2 separate regions of the Oryzias latipes genome follow, and region 1 is linked to region 2. Evidence: chromatin contacts called from public Hi-C data. All regions are on one chromosome and are shown on one strand. Each heading gives the region's core, a stretch centred on a gene start, on an enhancer-like site or on the middle of the called end of the contact. The rest is flanking DNA. Distances are from core to core; before and after follow the strand shown.

Evidence for each region. A called contact is a pair of places that touch in the nucleus more often than the background predicts.
Region 1: a contact with region 2 is called in a Hi-C map of embryo, with 4 times the contacts expected there. The contact joins the promoter of LOC101157459 here to the enhancer-like site in region 2. A contact is called at or near these places in 4 of 5 Hi-C or Micro-C datasets (embryo and fibroblasts).

The regions. Positions count from the first base shown.
Region 1 is chr9:6,716,793-6,724,501 of ASM223467v1, forward strand. LOC101157459 (dual specificity protein phosphatase 2) reads right to left here and starts at 1,665. Exons shown (of 4, transcript XM_004072279.4): 1 at 1,121-1,665; 2 at 889-1,010; 3 at 353-572; 4 at 1-59. The coding sequence starts at 1,508. It overlaps izumo1 (izumo sperm-egg fusion protein 1), which reads right to left. Exons shown (of 10, transcript XM_020705774.2): 3 at 7,575-7,649; 4 at 7,389-7,472; 5 at 7,259-7,279; 6 at 7,086-7,175; 7 at 6,789-6,916; 8 at 6,432-6,582; 9 at 5,004-5,172; 10 at 4,610-4,739. The coding sequence ends at 4,679.
Region 2 is chr9:6,575,933-6,583,587 of ASM223467v1, forward strand. LOC101155277 (fumarylacetoacetate hydrolase domain-containing protein 2) reads left to right here. Exons shown (of 8, transcript XM_011478917.3): 8 at 1,169-1,669. The coding sequence ends at 1,231. LOC101156981 (glycerol-3-phosphate acyltransferase 2, mitochondrial) reads right to left here. Exons shown (of 23, transcript XM_011478919.3): 21 at 6,097-6,165; 22 at 5,714-5,769; 23 at 2,648-3,098. The coding sequence ends at 2,982. Among protein-coding and RNA genes, the nearest start is that of LOC101155277, 18 kb to the left of the region's middle. Within about 2 kb of position 2,424, at least 1 of the 8 cell types and tissues checked has an H3K27ac peak or open chromatin away from gene starts, as enhancers often do. A contact at or near this core is called in embryo, where this site is marked.

The DNA of each region.
Region 1 (7,709 bases), core at 415-2,914, 140 kb after region 2:
GCGCGAGATGCCCGCCTGACAGTGAACCAGGACCCTGCCACCACTCTGCTTCACAGAGTCTGTGGGAAAAGGTGGAAAGGTGGAGGTCAGCATTTCCATCATGCAGAGCTAAAACAGTTTGACAGGTTTTATCACTTCAAGGTAAAGAGGAAAAACTGGTGTCAAAATATTTTCCTTGCAACTTGTACCGTGTAATCCTATTTTGTAACCAGATTATTACCATTTGTCCATCAGTCTGGGATTAAAAATGGATTAAGGAGCATAAACTGTCTAGGTGTTTCATTTCCTATGACGCCAATTTGTTCAGAGTAGTTTGAAGCTCTCTGAACGGTTAGGGATGCTAGAGACTCACCAATAAAAGCAATGGCTGTATTGAAGCATGCTCTGATGTCTGCAGCCAGCGTGTCCTCCACTGTCAGACGCAGGTACTTGAACTCCCCCTCGTACAGGTTCGGGCAGGTGGAGGAAACGTTGAGCACTGCTGTGATACCGGCTGCCGTCAGCATCTCTCTGCGGGACGAGTGGACGGCGCTGCCCAGAAACAGGAAGGGAAGCAGCTCCACTGGACCGTCCTGCAACATGCAAGAAAGGTTAAGCACAATGTGGCTTTTGGTCTCAGAAGATCTTCAGTCACAAGGCTGGATATAGACATGATTTGCCCGTCCCAAGCCCGGTAAATGCAGAGGGTTGCATCAGGAATAGCATTCAACATAAAACTTGTAAGACATCAAATGGACAGCTGAACTGAATGTTAATATTGTTTTCTGAGCATTTTAGGTAATTGGAGGGATAGGACACCCCTGATATTCTACTTGCACCCCATAGTGGGTCTGGCTCACCTCAAAAAAAAATGTTTGTTTTGTTCTAAGGACAGTTTGTGGGTCTTACCTGATCATATGCAGGAGTGCTCCGGCCTGTCACTGCTGGCTCTGGCTCCATCAGAGAGAGCTGACTGCTGGCAGAACAGTGGCACAGCTCTGGAAAGGCCTCTGAAAATCCCTCAAATCCACCTAAATGGAGATCACACTGATTTAACTCAACTGCAACATTTTAATCCTCATTTGAAATGTTCAGTAAGATTTTTTTTTTTAAACAGTTGGTTTAACTAAGAAGTGGTTACCTTGCAGGAAGCAGATCTGCGCCTGGACTTCGTTCTGCAGGGCGCTGAGCAGCATGTGCGCCACGCTCTCCGGCTTCACGTCGGACAGGCAGCGGCTCCGCTCATCCACCACCACCACCGGGGACAGCAGCCCGGCCCGGAGCCGGCCCAGCAGCGCCTTGTCCGGGATGAGCCACTCCAGGGCCACCACCGAGCTCTTGGATCGACGGCGCAGCATAGAGTTCCAGTTGACATTTCTGGACTCGCAAATGTTCGTGAGAGAGAAGTCCAGAAAGGGTCGGCAGTCCAGGACCACGCACCCGTCAGAGGTGTACTGGTCCTGGGGGGTCCTGAGTATGTGGACCAGCTCATTTCCAGTAATTTCCAGTAAAACACTATTTGACATCATGACGAAAAAGCGAAAAACAAATGACTAAATAAAATTAAGATAGTTTAAGAAACGAACAAAGGACAATACTTGACGTATTTCTATATAAACATGTGTGTAAAGTATACGGCGAGCTTTCAGCTCAGTTTAAATCCGCTTTAGATTCATAGTTTCACTTGTTCATTGATAACAGCTGCACGGGGGGCGGAGCCACGCGGCTCCTCCTTGTTTTCCGTGTATCAACATCAGAGGCGGAACGACCAAATAAGGTCTGCTCGACACTCCAGATATGGGCAGTGACGTCAGATTTGACTTTTCTGCCGGTCTTCGGGGTAATCCGGTGTTTTGGTGACAGAGGACGTTACGCTGCGGGTGAAAACAGGCCTCCCACGCTGCCCTGAAGCGACCACAGAGGAAACGGTCTGGGTCAACCTAATCCATCCCCTCTCCTAACGGCCTACCTTGGTTTTGGTGCTACTATATGTGTTTTTTGAATTTAAAAAAATAAAATAAAATAAATAATGAACAAGAATATGTTTATCAAACATCAATTACCTATTTATTTCAACTAGTACATTAATACTTTATTTAAAAAAAATGTTTTCTTTATTTATGCTCATATATTTAAAGTTTAATGTCAACTGGAATTAAAAAAAATTCAAAAATAATTTTGAAATTTAGATTCGTGGATGGTAGAGTGAGAAGAAGCTTCTCAAAATAGCTGTGAAATAACCTTATTATTGGCACTGTCACCTGATTGACCCCAATCCATCTAAAATTAATGCAATACTTAGCACTACAGGTGTTCATGGGGCACAATTAATTAATAATGTATTCTAAAACTCAAATGAAAGTCCTCTTATAACTGATTATCCTAACGTGTTGTTGCCCAGTTATATTGAAAATTTGATTAAAGAACAAATACGTCTGTTGAATGGCACTGACTTCAAATGTATCATTTTTCAACACATATTTTATTACTTTATTTATTTATACATTTTAATGTACAAACAAGTTGCTGCATAAGGACTGGTTACATTCAAGGCCGCCATATTGTTATTCTGATTCTAAGAATAAAGGTGGCAGTTCTTCAAATGACCACTAGGGATGGTTTCAAAAAAGAGGAAAAACAATTGTGTTGGTATTTTTTAGGTAATTTTGCAAGCTTAAAACAACAATATTTGTTTTATATATATATCTATATATATATATACATACATACATACATACATACATACATACATACATACATACATACATACATACATACATACATACATACATACATACATACATACATACATACATACATACATACATACATACATACATACATTGGGCCTCTAAGGTTATTTGCTATAAATCTCCTCTAAATCTTTACAATTTAACATCTACTCAAGCTGAACCTGCACTAATTTAAAAAATGCAAAGACAAAACAATTTTATGTGAAATCCTTTGGCACATTTCATCTGTTTTGATCTGATTGTTTTTTGATTGAGGTTAAAAGCCTATTTTAGCCTATAAAACTGTGTATTTATTTAACTTAAGTCATTTACGCTTAATCCAGTTCAATCTAATACGAAGCCTTTCGTTTGTTTTTACAGACACTAAAATAGCTGACTGGTTAACTTCTGCAATTGAAAAAGAAATACTTTGCTACACTTTTCACAAAGAATTATGAAGTGTGTATTACAATAATACATTAACTGCTTTTAGATAGAAATCTTTTATGCAGGTTTCAGTTCCAGTTGAACATCTGGGATGGGAGTATTTCCACTCTAAAAACAGTATTTCATGTTCAGTGTGGGGTAGTTCACATGACGACGTGTAATGTGACGTCTTTGTCCTCATTTCCTCTCAGCCCACATTCAAGCCACGCTGCTTTCCCACTAATGTCATACCTCAAACCTCTGACTCCCACTTTCAGTATGCTCCAACTTTCCTTCTTACTACTTTACGCTGCTGTGTATCGCTTTTCTTCAGCCACACAACTTGGAGTCATTCCCTCTCCCTGCCGACGCAGCATTATTATACAGCTTATACTCTGTTTGTCATGTCTGCCAAAAGAGTGTCTGGGCATGCTCTAACTACTTAGTCCTCACTTAAAGCCCCAACATGCTGATTTAAACCCATGTTGAAGGCCCAAACTCTCTAGAGCTGGAAGATAAAGTATTGACTGTCATGTGGGTGTCTTTTTTCCCTACTCTTTTTTTTGTTTCTCCCCTATGTCGGCAAACAGGAAGCAGCACCACACACACATCCTGTCATCATCTACGTGGACCACAGCTTTCACTCACAATATGTCTTAAAGCCTTTGTTGTTACAGCTCACACCCCATCTACCACCCTGATTCAAGGCTTTGTCAGAAACCCCCAGAAAAGATTTATGATGGTAACTTCCTGTCTACGATGACTCACACAGTGTAAACCTTTAATTTCATTTTTAGTTTTTAATGTTTCAATATCACTCTGGTGACATAATGCTTCAACTTGTCGATTTGCATTTTTTACCGTAAGCCGAACATAAGGCAACGCATTGAGTGAGTCAAATAAATTGCGCCACTTTAACATGCAGACTTGTAATAATTGATGAGTAGGTTAGAATCATTTTGTATCAACAAAATGTAAGACCACTGACTTCAGAGTTACAAGAAGAAATATATGTAAGTAAACATCAGCAAAAGCTTTGATTAAAACGTTTGCTTTTCTGCCCCTCCCTCCCGATAGAGGGGATTATCCAGGATTAATTTGATGGCTGGGGTCATAAATCTCTGAAAAACACTAATCTATGTGAGGTTTACCCTCTCCCTGCATCCTCTCCTGATCAGCCATGTGACAGCGGCATCACTTCATTCAGGCAGAATATGTCTTTGTTCAGAAGCAAGGCAATGTTTCAAGTGGACTACAGGTTTTATTTTTTGTCTTGAGTGAGACGTTTTAGTCCCTCTCGCGGGGCAAAAGTCAACTTTAACTTTGACAAAACTTATCAACTCCTGAAGTCTAATTAACTTCTCTGACGGAGTTCACTTCCTTGTAATTCCGAGAACATCTCGTGCAGGGAAACTCATTTTTACCAGAGAGCAATATGTGCAACCGGAAGTGAAAAAACTGTGAGAAAACTCTTTAGTCATTAGGGAATATTTTTTACTGTAGGTGATATAGTTGTCATGCAGTGCTGTCTGTATTTTCCTTCATATTCCTCCTCTTCTTCTTAGACTGTTGACTTCTTCTCTCTTCTGCGTTATCATTAATCTATATAAAAAAAAACACAAACAATAAATGTGCTAAAATAACCCAACCATGACTTCCTCTTGCTCGCCTTTCTGTGTGCATAAATTTAAATATCTTGAAACTGATCAAACAAATTTGCGTTCAACCAGTCCATTAAATTAAAAAAATATAACACATGGTTCACTGTCTTGCATCATTGAGTCTGCTCTGCATCACTTCTTACACCTCCAGTCTTCCTGTAGACATCACACCCCACTTTTTTCCCCTACCCCCACTCAGTCTCACCCTAAAACAACTATGAGGCCTACGCTCACGATCAGACTCAGAGCAGCAACCATGGCGATGACTGGCAGCAGCCGGGCCTCTGTGGGCCGAAAGGGTGAGTCGCTGTCTCCATATGGTAGGGAGGGCAGGGTGACAAAAGATCTGAGAGTCTGGCAAGGCAAAGGAGCAACTGTATAAAAAGAAAGGATCAAGGAGATTCAATGATAAATAACTGTTTCAATAAACACTGTGATTTTACAGACTTTAGCTTGAAATAAGTTACTTTGGTGGATTGTTCCTAAATTTAATAAAACGTTGACCTTTGTGCAAAGTATAACAAAAACAGTTAAGGAGGTGTCAAAAGAAAAAAACAGTCAAGAAAGCAGAAATAAGTTTTTTAGAAAAACAATTAAAAAAATTATTCCTTGATGGAGTTTCCCTTTTATTAAACTATAAATAGTGTTTTTGTATTTTCTCTTTCACAGTAAAGCGTCCCCCCATTGATCGCTTTAAAAAGAGAATTTTCCCCTGCCTTAATGTACTTTTCTGTACGTTAGGGGTGTCAAACTCTATGCCTCGAGGGCCGGCCTCCTGCTGGTATACAGAAACTCTTCCCTTATCTGCTGCTGATTACCTGGATCAGGTGTGTTTAGCCAATAAGGAGCTTCAATAGCAGGTTGGCTGGAAAACCTGTTAGGCCTCGAGGCTTCTGACACCTCTGCTGGACTCTCACCAGCCACTTTATTAGGTACACCATACTAGTACAGGGTTGGACGCCCTTTTGTCTTCAGAACCGCCTTAATCCTTGCTGGAAAAGATTCAACAAGGTACTGGAAACATTCCTTAGATTTGGGCCATATTGATAAGATAGCATCACACGATTGCTGTAGATTTGTCAACTGCACATCCATGATGCCAATTGTCTGTTCCACCACATCCCAAAGATGATCTATTGGGTTTAGATCTGGTGACTGCGGAGGCCATTTGGCGCCAGTGAACTTATTGTCATGTTCAAGAAACCGGTCTAAGATGATTCCAGCTTTATGACAAGGCGCCTTGTCCTGCTGGAAGAAATTGGATTAGAAATTTGCATTAACAAGCAGTTGGATGGGTGTACCTAATAAAGAGGCCAGTGAGAGTAGAATCAAGTCTTCTCTTGTCAGTCTTGGTGTAGGCATCCCCTAACAATAGCAACAGAACCAGTTCCACTACATTCCTTTCTTTTTTATTCATCTAAGTTTGGCTGTTTGAACAAGTTTAATTTTAGCAACCCGTTCCTCTAAAGGAGCAAGGTAAATAGTAAATAGATTATTTTTTTGTTCCAGAGACCATTTAGACTGTCATGAAAAAATCGGAATTGGGTCGCATGGGGCAAAAAAATCGGAATTGGGTCGTTTCAGCCGGCAGTGTGAACGTAGCCTTAGACATATCTCTGAAGGTTTGTTGTACCTGTAAGGAGGAAGGTAACTTGGTAAAAGATGGTTTTGTTTTCCTCCTGCAGGGAGCAGCGATAAGTTCCCTCTTCATCCAGATGTAGCTGATTTAAGACCACAGAGGATTCATGCGTCACCACCAAGGGCACAAAGTCACTTTCATTCAGCTGGTTATAGAATTCGGGAAGAGACAAAAACAGATGACTGGGTGTGAAAGCTATAAATACATTGGGCGAGTACTGTACAGCCAAAAATGGTAAATGATGCCATGTTTGCCTTTCAAGGTCATAAAAACAATGTAAAAAATGACTTGTTTCTGCTACAGTAGATCAAATCATGCTTTTTTTTGTTGCTATGAGCAACATCGGGAGACCTTTTTAGTTCTTGGCACTCCTGGGGCCCAGGAGTAGTAGTATTCTGGTTTTCCTGAAATAAGTAAATGCCATGGTTGGTAACAGTTCAACACCACCTGGCCTCCCTCTTCAGCTCGCACTGGGTTTTCTGGAAAACAGGCAAGATTAAGAACCAAGAGATCTTGCCTTTGCATTTGGATTACTCAAATAATCCCTTTTTTCATTTGACGTTCATGTGAGCATGTGGCTGCGCTTTGGTTAAGAACACTTTTCTTCACATGTGATATGTTTAGAAAACAGGTCATACTAAAACTCACCACCACAGTTGTGCTGACCGGATGGAGAGGGGCAGATGTACATCTTGAATTTGCAGGTTAGGCAGTCAATTACTCTTCTATTAAGAAATCCTGAAAAGCAAGCACAAATGTAATCATTCACACATAGTCGACAGTGTTTGCACACATGATAGGATCAAACTGAATGAACTTACCACACTTGTTGGGGCAGAGTCCTGGGAAAGAAATGGATAAATGATGTGAAACTAATTCACAACACTGACCTACCAAAGTACTCTTTACTTATCACTGAGCAGAGAATGCACTGTGACTCATGTTGATTACCATCACGGATGAACGTGTCCAAGTGTTTCTCCAAGATCCTATTGCCTTTCTCCAGGATCTGAATGGTTTTAGAAGTTATCAACCCTTCAGAAAGGAGATGATTTGTTTATAAGGTACTTCAATTTGTAAAGTTCTTGTAAATGTTACACCACTGTTGTTGTAAAATCAACATTTTCAAGTTCTCACCACTTTTATTTATGTTCCAGAAGCGGTTAAATTCACTTTGGTACTCAGTTCTTGCTCTATACAGAGTAGTGGGATCTAAGAAAAACACATTTTAGTGGTAAAATATTATGAGACTGTCAAAATATAAAAAGCTCC
Region 2 (7,655 bases), core at 1,174-3,673:
TTTCGTTGGTGGATTTTGACATTTTGGCCCAATTGGTCCTTTTTAGACGGTTTAGCCCGCGACCATGTCATCATTTTTCGGGTTGGTTGTCCTCATCATGCATTAACATCACACAAGGTGTTTGCAAATTTTGTTGAGTTGTTTTATATAAGTGGCGGGGGCTAAATTTTCCCTGATAGGCAAAGGAAGACAGAAGATTTGATAAAAACAATCTGGTTCCTGACAGTCCAGGACGGCGGCGGGGCATAATTACCCCGCCAGGAACAGGACGTCAGCCAACTGTTCTGCTAATCACTGGCTGGTTGACATTTGCATCTGTTCTCACGGCATCTACACATTTTTAACATCTCTGAAGCAGTCTAAAGAGACTGCAAGGATCGACCCAACCGTCTTCCAGATCAACTTTTAGGGAAGAACAGAATCCCGACCTGGAATACTTCATATTTGTTTGGTTAAGCAGACGCTTCAAAACTTCTCTCAACAAGCATCAGCAGCAGCCACTTGCACTCTGAAGTACCTCCAAATATATCTGATAATTGAAGCCCTAAAAAGCCTTTACGCTTAAAACGGCAAATTAAAGACTTTTTTTTAAATACCGCAAAAGACCAATTAGCAGACTTTAGAGAGACTGCTCCCTAAAGCCGAGCATCTTTCCAGCGCCGTCCACACTAAATCTGTTATCAGAGGTTTGTTAGTGGAGGTCTAAAACGGATAAGATGCAGTTTGGAAACATTTGGCTCAAAAACAAAAAGTGTCTCTTGGAGAAAAAGAAGAGAAAATGATCTTTTGCTGACAGGACATTTTGTAAGCTGAATCAATTAGAGATGGAAAAAAAAAGGAGCACGGCTTGTGCAACTCAAAATAAACTCTGTGCCACATTGTGGACAAAGTGACCTAGAAATGTCAAAAAGACTGAAAGGTTCTCAGATTTTAGCAGTTAGTGCTGCCTGACTTTGATATTGCTGAAAGGAGGTATAACCTAATGCCTAAAATGAAATGCCAAAGTTTTCCTTTTATCTGAAGAAACAAGATGTCAACGTTATAAGTTAAATTGAGTTAAATTTGTCTTTTTTTTAACAAATAGAAACAATGAAGGGATCCAGACCTTTAACCCTAAATGTGGAGAGGGCCGTTTGTGAATTTTATCCTTTTTTCCGCTCTTTTTCAGAAAGGAGACGTGGTGGAGTGCCAGATAGACCAGTTAGGCTCCATAATCAACAGAGTCATCTGAACCTCCAGGAATGCCAGCAGTTCAGTTAGATGCCACCTTTGATCAGACAGAGCCCCTGTTCAATCACCAGCAGCTAACTTTAGCACCGCGTCCCTGATGAGTGTTTATTCTGGACACTTCAACAAAAGCGAGGATTGAAAATGCATTGGGTTTTTTTTTTACTACATGGAAGTCTGCAATTATGTGACTCAACATAATGAATCACTGTGATCAGCGGTTGTAAAAGTGTCCATCCGCTGCCTCCTACTCGCTATACAGCAGAACCCGTGAACCTCTTGACTTATTTTAACGGGTAAAAATAAAAGCTCTGATGTTTTGAACCAATCAGAACCATGAAGCTGGTTTGTTCTGTTATTTAGGTGAAAGCAGCAACTTTCTGAGGTATGGGGTTTGCATATGAGAGACAAGTTGGAATAAATCCGGAAATTTCATAAATAATTAATTGAGTTTTACTGTTTTTGTCTTTTTTATCCACTGAAAGGTTGCTAAAAGTAATTTTTAGAGTAAAGATCTTAAAGTCTCTCTCTAATTATCTTTTAATCTATTGTAAAAGTGTTCCTGGTGGTCTTAATTGTGACGTTTTTAGCCAAAAACTGTCGTTTTCTAGAACAGTTTCTGTAGAGCGGCACTTCATTAGAAGTTGTGCGCCGGACTGTTGGTGCAGAGTAATCCTCTCCATTTCCCATCATCCCTTTGTTCACATACACTTCTGGTTAGCTTACAACCCCTCACACCCCCAACCTAACATTACCAGTACATCACACAAGCTTTTTCCGTGCCCCCCCCCCCCCCCCCCCCCCCAAACTGCTCCTGATTTAGAATATTTTAAACGGAAATACTCAAATGCAATTTTGAGCTAAACTTTCTTACCTACGTCATCAGTAAGATACTAGAACATGTTAAAAACACCATTTATCTTGGAGTGGTCATCATAATCAGCCTATTTGTTGTTTAACATAAATGAATCAGCTGAAGCATGATGGGATTTCTGCCTGTCACTAAAAGGCAGCAAGAAATCATACAAATGGGTAGCATAGTTATGATTATTTCGCAACATAGCAGGTTAAGGCGCACACACAAAAAAAAATATTCTCCCCGTTAACTGGAAGCCTGAGTGCAGAAGTTTTGCTCCTTTTGTGTTTTTTTTTTTACTGTTTGGTTTCAACACTAGGTGGCAGTAAAGACTCAGAGTGGCTGGAGCTGAGGATGCGGAGCAGCTGCCCTGACTTACGACCGCACAGACAGCCGTAAAATGCCACAGTTCCCAATAAAGTCAAACATCGATTCATCTCCTCGTCCAAAGGTCCGTGTCAGAGGAGCTCCAGAGGCCTGACTCAGCACGCCCATCCACGTTTAGCAGGAGAACCACTCACAATGAGGGCTTTGGGTCTTTTCTGTTAAAACACAGGAGATGACTTGCTGTGTACAACACAAAAAAAGGACTTTTATTATCTATCGACTTTACATAAGCACAAAACAGGAGCAGCTTTAATTACAAACGCCAAAACGGCGATTTCACAGTGGATTACCGGAACTCCATCAAAAATCTACTGCTATTTCTTTGCAACCAACCTTAGAAAAAAAAACCACTGCAAGAAATGTCTCTTTCACAGAGTTGTAAAAAAAAATATATATATATATATAAGCAATTTACTTGAAAATACAAGCTTTTTAAATGAGAGCTTTTAAATGAACAGAGGCTTCCCTAACAAAAGGATGAGATTCTGCAGCTGAACAAAGCTGGAGAACATTAACTGTAGAGATACTGTGTGATGAAGCAATGCAGCTTCTGTCTGTTCTCTGACAACTGGAACAAAGGACTGACACCCAGGAAGACACCTCCTGTCTGACGCTCCTCCAAGAGGACCTGAATTAAAATCAACACAGCCACAGCGTTAACAGACAGTAATCAGGGTTTTTTTGTTCACTTTTACTTTAACAGTGTGGGAGCTCGGTTTGTCTTCTTTTACGTCACTTTTCTACAAAAAAAAAAAAAAGCAAAAAAACACAATTGGGGCACAAGAGGATAATTGCCAAATCTACCTCAAATCATAAAATCTGACTGCCACAGGAGACTTTAGCACATATATCTATATATGGGTTAATGAATGCCTAAATTTAAAATGGAAGTTTTCATCGACCTGAGAAAATCAAACCTCTGAAAGCTTGAGCGCTAAACTATTTCAGTGGAAAATTGGTGGACTAATATTGACCCATAAAAAGTATTTTATTTCAATCTTTTTTCAGATCTAATGGGAGTTAAATCGGATGCCAGTCAGCCATGCTGCCCCTCCTCTTTATTGTTCTTTGCAGAGTCTGCAGACGGAGACGGCAGATGCTGATTTTCTTCGCCACAGGACAAATCAGATCATCTTTGTGCTTTATGCTGCATGAAAAACAACGTTCAGACTTTAAAACTGTCGCAGCGAGATGATAAAAATGCAAACTAACTGCTCTCATCAATGTTTGCACTTAGTTTGTGGAGTGAGAGCAGACTTTATCGTCACGAAGAGAGTTGGAAAGAAAACATTTGACTTTCTTTTCCCAATACCTGTAGACCAATACACAAATTATTTTGGGGGTGTTACCAATAAAATTACTTTTTAATTAAAACATTTTCTCTGGAAAATTGATCCATTTGTTTTTAGGCAAAAGTACCCATATGCTAGCTTAAAAACTCAAACTTATAGATATAAAAAACCTATGAAAAGTTTAGGTAAACCAAGTCATCAGGTTAATATGTTACATTACTTTAACATGATCGTTTACAATGATGTAAGAATGATGCTGACCCCCCATTAGTCTAGATTTTATTCAAAATTTAACCTGAAGGCTAAAAAAAGTTATTAGCTTAAAAATAATTGGTTGTAGAACATACTTAAGAGGAGTTATGACTAGGGCTGGATTAATAAAATTGATCTCAATCAATTTCAAGCTTGATAAATCAGTAATCAATCCAAAAAAGTAGAGATAGATCTTTAATGCCTTTCCTTTTCCAGTGACTTAACCCACAACATCGGTAAAACCAAAGTCCGCCAAATTGATGCGAACGTATAAAGGAATTTCCCCCAGAACGGCTAATGCTAAAGCTCGTTCGACCTAAACGTACATTGTTGACTAAATAAACAGCTTCATATACTCACAGGCAGGAATTTCCCAAACTCTTTCGAGAAAACATTTTTAACCATTTGTAGTCTAAAGCACGTTATTTTTGCTCAAATTTTCTGGAATATAGTGTAATGCTAGCGCCACCTAGTAGCCAAGCTAAAACGCCCTCCAGGAGAGGCGGAACATCATGATCCGCACATTTTTGTTGGAGCTTCTCCTTTCAATAATTTTACAGTAAGGGTCCTGGCTCGACTCGCGTCCTCGGCCGTCCCCCCAACTCCATTTAAATATGTAGTTGTAGAGTTAGATAAGTGAATTCTTCTCAATGAGTTCTGGTAAATCGCCTGTTCGCGCTGGGGGAGCATCCCTCCTTCATGTGGGCACCCCTGAGGTTTCTTCGTTCTTTCCGGAATTCGTTTTTTTAGGAGTTTTTCCTTACCGTGAAGGGGGGTCTGAGGGGCAGGGATGACCGTTTAGTTTAGTCTAGTCAGTTCGTTAGTTCAATTTAGTATTTTCCTATTGAATTCTATGTAATTATGATCCTTGTTTTATGTCTATGTTTTACATTTACAATTACTGATTCGAAGCCCATCGAGACTGTTGTTGTGAATTTGGGCTATACAAATAAAATTGAATCGAACTGAAAATTAAACTGTATCAGATTCATATAAATATCTTCAAAATATATACAGATTATTAATGTATATCTATACAAATATGTCTAAATGTGCAAACCGTGTAAATTCAAAATCGAATCGGATCGAAAGAACCGAGAAAGTCACAAATTAAATCGATTCTGATAATTATGAGTGATATGTCTATGACAGCCCTTGAAATAAATCCTTGAAGTTTTTATTCTACTTAGAATTACATTTTCTGTAAAGTTTCAGGTTTTTTGTTAAATCATGTAATATTTTGAAAAGAATATCCTTAAAAAAGCTACAAATAATTGCAATTTTTTAGGGCAAATTGTAAAGTAGTAAAAAAACAGTATAAAGTTCCAGACTCTTAAGGGTTAAATGACAATAAAATTAATGTTTTGGATACATTTGATTTAAATTCAATTTGCATTTCTGTTAAATAAAAGGGAAAGATTACTTCTAAAACATTTTATTTTAAACCTCAAAAGCTTTGATCTCTAAATGTTTCATCTCCGGCGCCCGTGGCCTCATGAATTCTCTTGTAGGCCGACATTAGTGCATGAAACCCAATTTTCTTCTGTCCTGTGACATCAAAACCAGCCCAGGTTCCTGTCCGTGCTGAAGTGGGGCCTCATAGTTGTATTCCAGCAAAAGCTGCAGAGTTTTAGTTCTGACATTTGTGCTTGTAATCGGGTGAACTGGGACACACACACATTTATAGGCTGTCACCCACCCCGAGGTCTATTAGTGTTCTAACAGCAGTGTGTGCCGCCTCCTCCGAGCAACTCTCTGTGAAACACAGCACAAAGACACACATGAATGAAAAGAACAGGCAAATATCCATTATAGAAAACCAGGTCGGGATAACAGAACAAAGCCTCTACCAGTGGGATGGTAATTTTCAGACGGTGTATTATTAAAGGGCATCATTTTAAGCAGATTCCAACTCTCTGAGGTTTCATATCAGCAACTTGCAACTATGGAGACTGATCTGTGCTACAGCACAAATTCATTGGGAAAAGACAAGGTGACAAGCTTTTAAAGTTATGACACAAAGAAATGGAGGATCTTTGTGCGAGTCTGTGTTTTTGGGAGGGGATGTCATGCTGACCTCACCGTAATACTGCTTCTTCTGATTTGCTGTGTTCCACAGATGGGAGTGGATCTGTCGCACAAACTCAGCCTCTGCAGCAAAGAAAAAGAAAGAAAAAAAAAAAGCAAAGCAAAGTCAGTCTGCTGAGATAGTGGCTGGAGTATTTGCTGCTTCAGCGACATGCTGCTTTCTTGTATGTTTGTGCTTAAGGTGAAAAATAACTGCAGCTCGAAGCTTCCAGCTCCACTTTAACTTAAGAGCAAATACATTTTCTCCCCTTTCTTACTGTTATCTCATAATTTTGCACCACTAAAGTTCTCCATTCCACAGAGATCCTCTCACTCTTGATTAACCAAATCAAGAACTCTGAAGCAGTCGGCTGAAATCTGTGTTTTGACGTATATAGACGTATTGAACTGTTTTTTATTAAAGCAATGAGCCGCTATGAGGTCAAGCTAAAACTCTCTTTTTCGGCTCAGATACTGCGTCTTCATCATCATCACGCCCACGGCGCCATGTGATTGGTTCCACAAACCAAAGACCCAGTCCGAATCAAAGACCAAATGATTAAAAGTAGGGACATGAGGTGTTAACACACCTAAACCTTAGTCACAACTTCCCTTACAGCAGCATACGAGCTGTCTGAAGGGGAAAAATGGGCAAACCTTTATGGGACACGCAGGTGGTCTGCAGGTAATATCAAAGTCGTAGACGGCTCTGTGCACATTTTTGCTGTAGGCGTCAGGTTGTTGCGAACACTTATACAACGCGTGAGGGGATTTAAGGGTGAAGTAAGTAGGTGAGACGTAGGCACATCGCACGGGTGTTTTTTTTAATACCCCCCAAACCTGCGCAGTTTGCAAAGGACCGCTAGTGCTGTTCAAGCCAATTTCTCGACTTTGATGGAAATGAGACCATCAGAGTTCAGTTTGCGTGGACATGTTACGGGCACTAATGTATCATGTGCACACCCAGGTGTGGTCAGTTAGAAGTCAGTGTGTGCACCTCACTAATGACTGGTATAGACATAGTACAACTGTTTGTCATAATTATATGTAACTTACATTGTTCTTACGACAACGGTACGTTCCATTTTCATAACGTCCCTTTAAGTAGCCGGACAAGTCTCAAGGGAACTGCGCTCCCTTGAGACCAAAAACCAGCAGCCCTCGTACAGGTCCAACCCCCCCCAAATGAGTGCATGTAACTAAGGCATTAAGAGTAGAAAGGTTTTTAGCTTGGAGACGGAACGTAAAGCAGTTGCTTGTCACCAGTTTAAGGTACGTAAACACAATAAAAACTCTAAAAAATAGAATATTTTGTCACAACTACAAGAAGCAATACATTCTGGGAGAAGAAAACCGCATCATCATACTGTAAATATTTACGGTAGCATCTTACGGCAGCTTGTAGCATCTCCCATTGAAAACAATGACGGGGTCTATACAGATATAAAAACAGTTTGTAGTCACTGTCAAGAGAGAATAAAGACCTCAAATCTGCCTTGATTTTTTATTACAGGAAGCACACTAAAGTTACACGATATAGAATATAAGAAGCTACAGGACAGCGAGGCACTGAA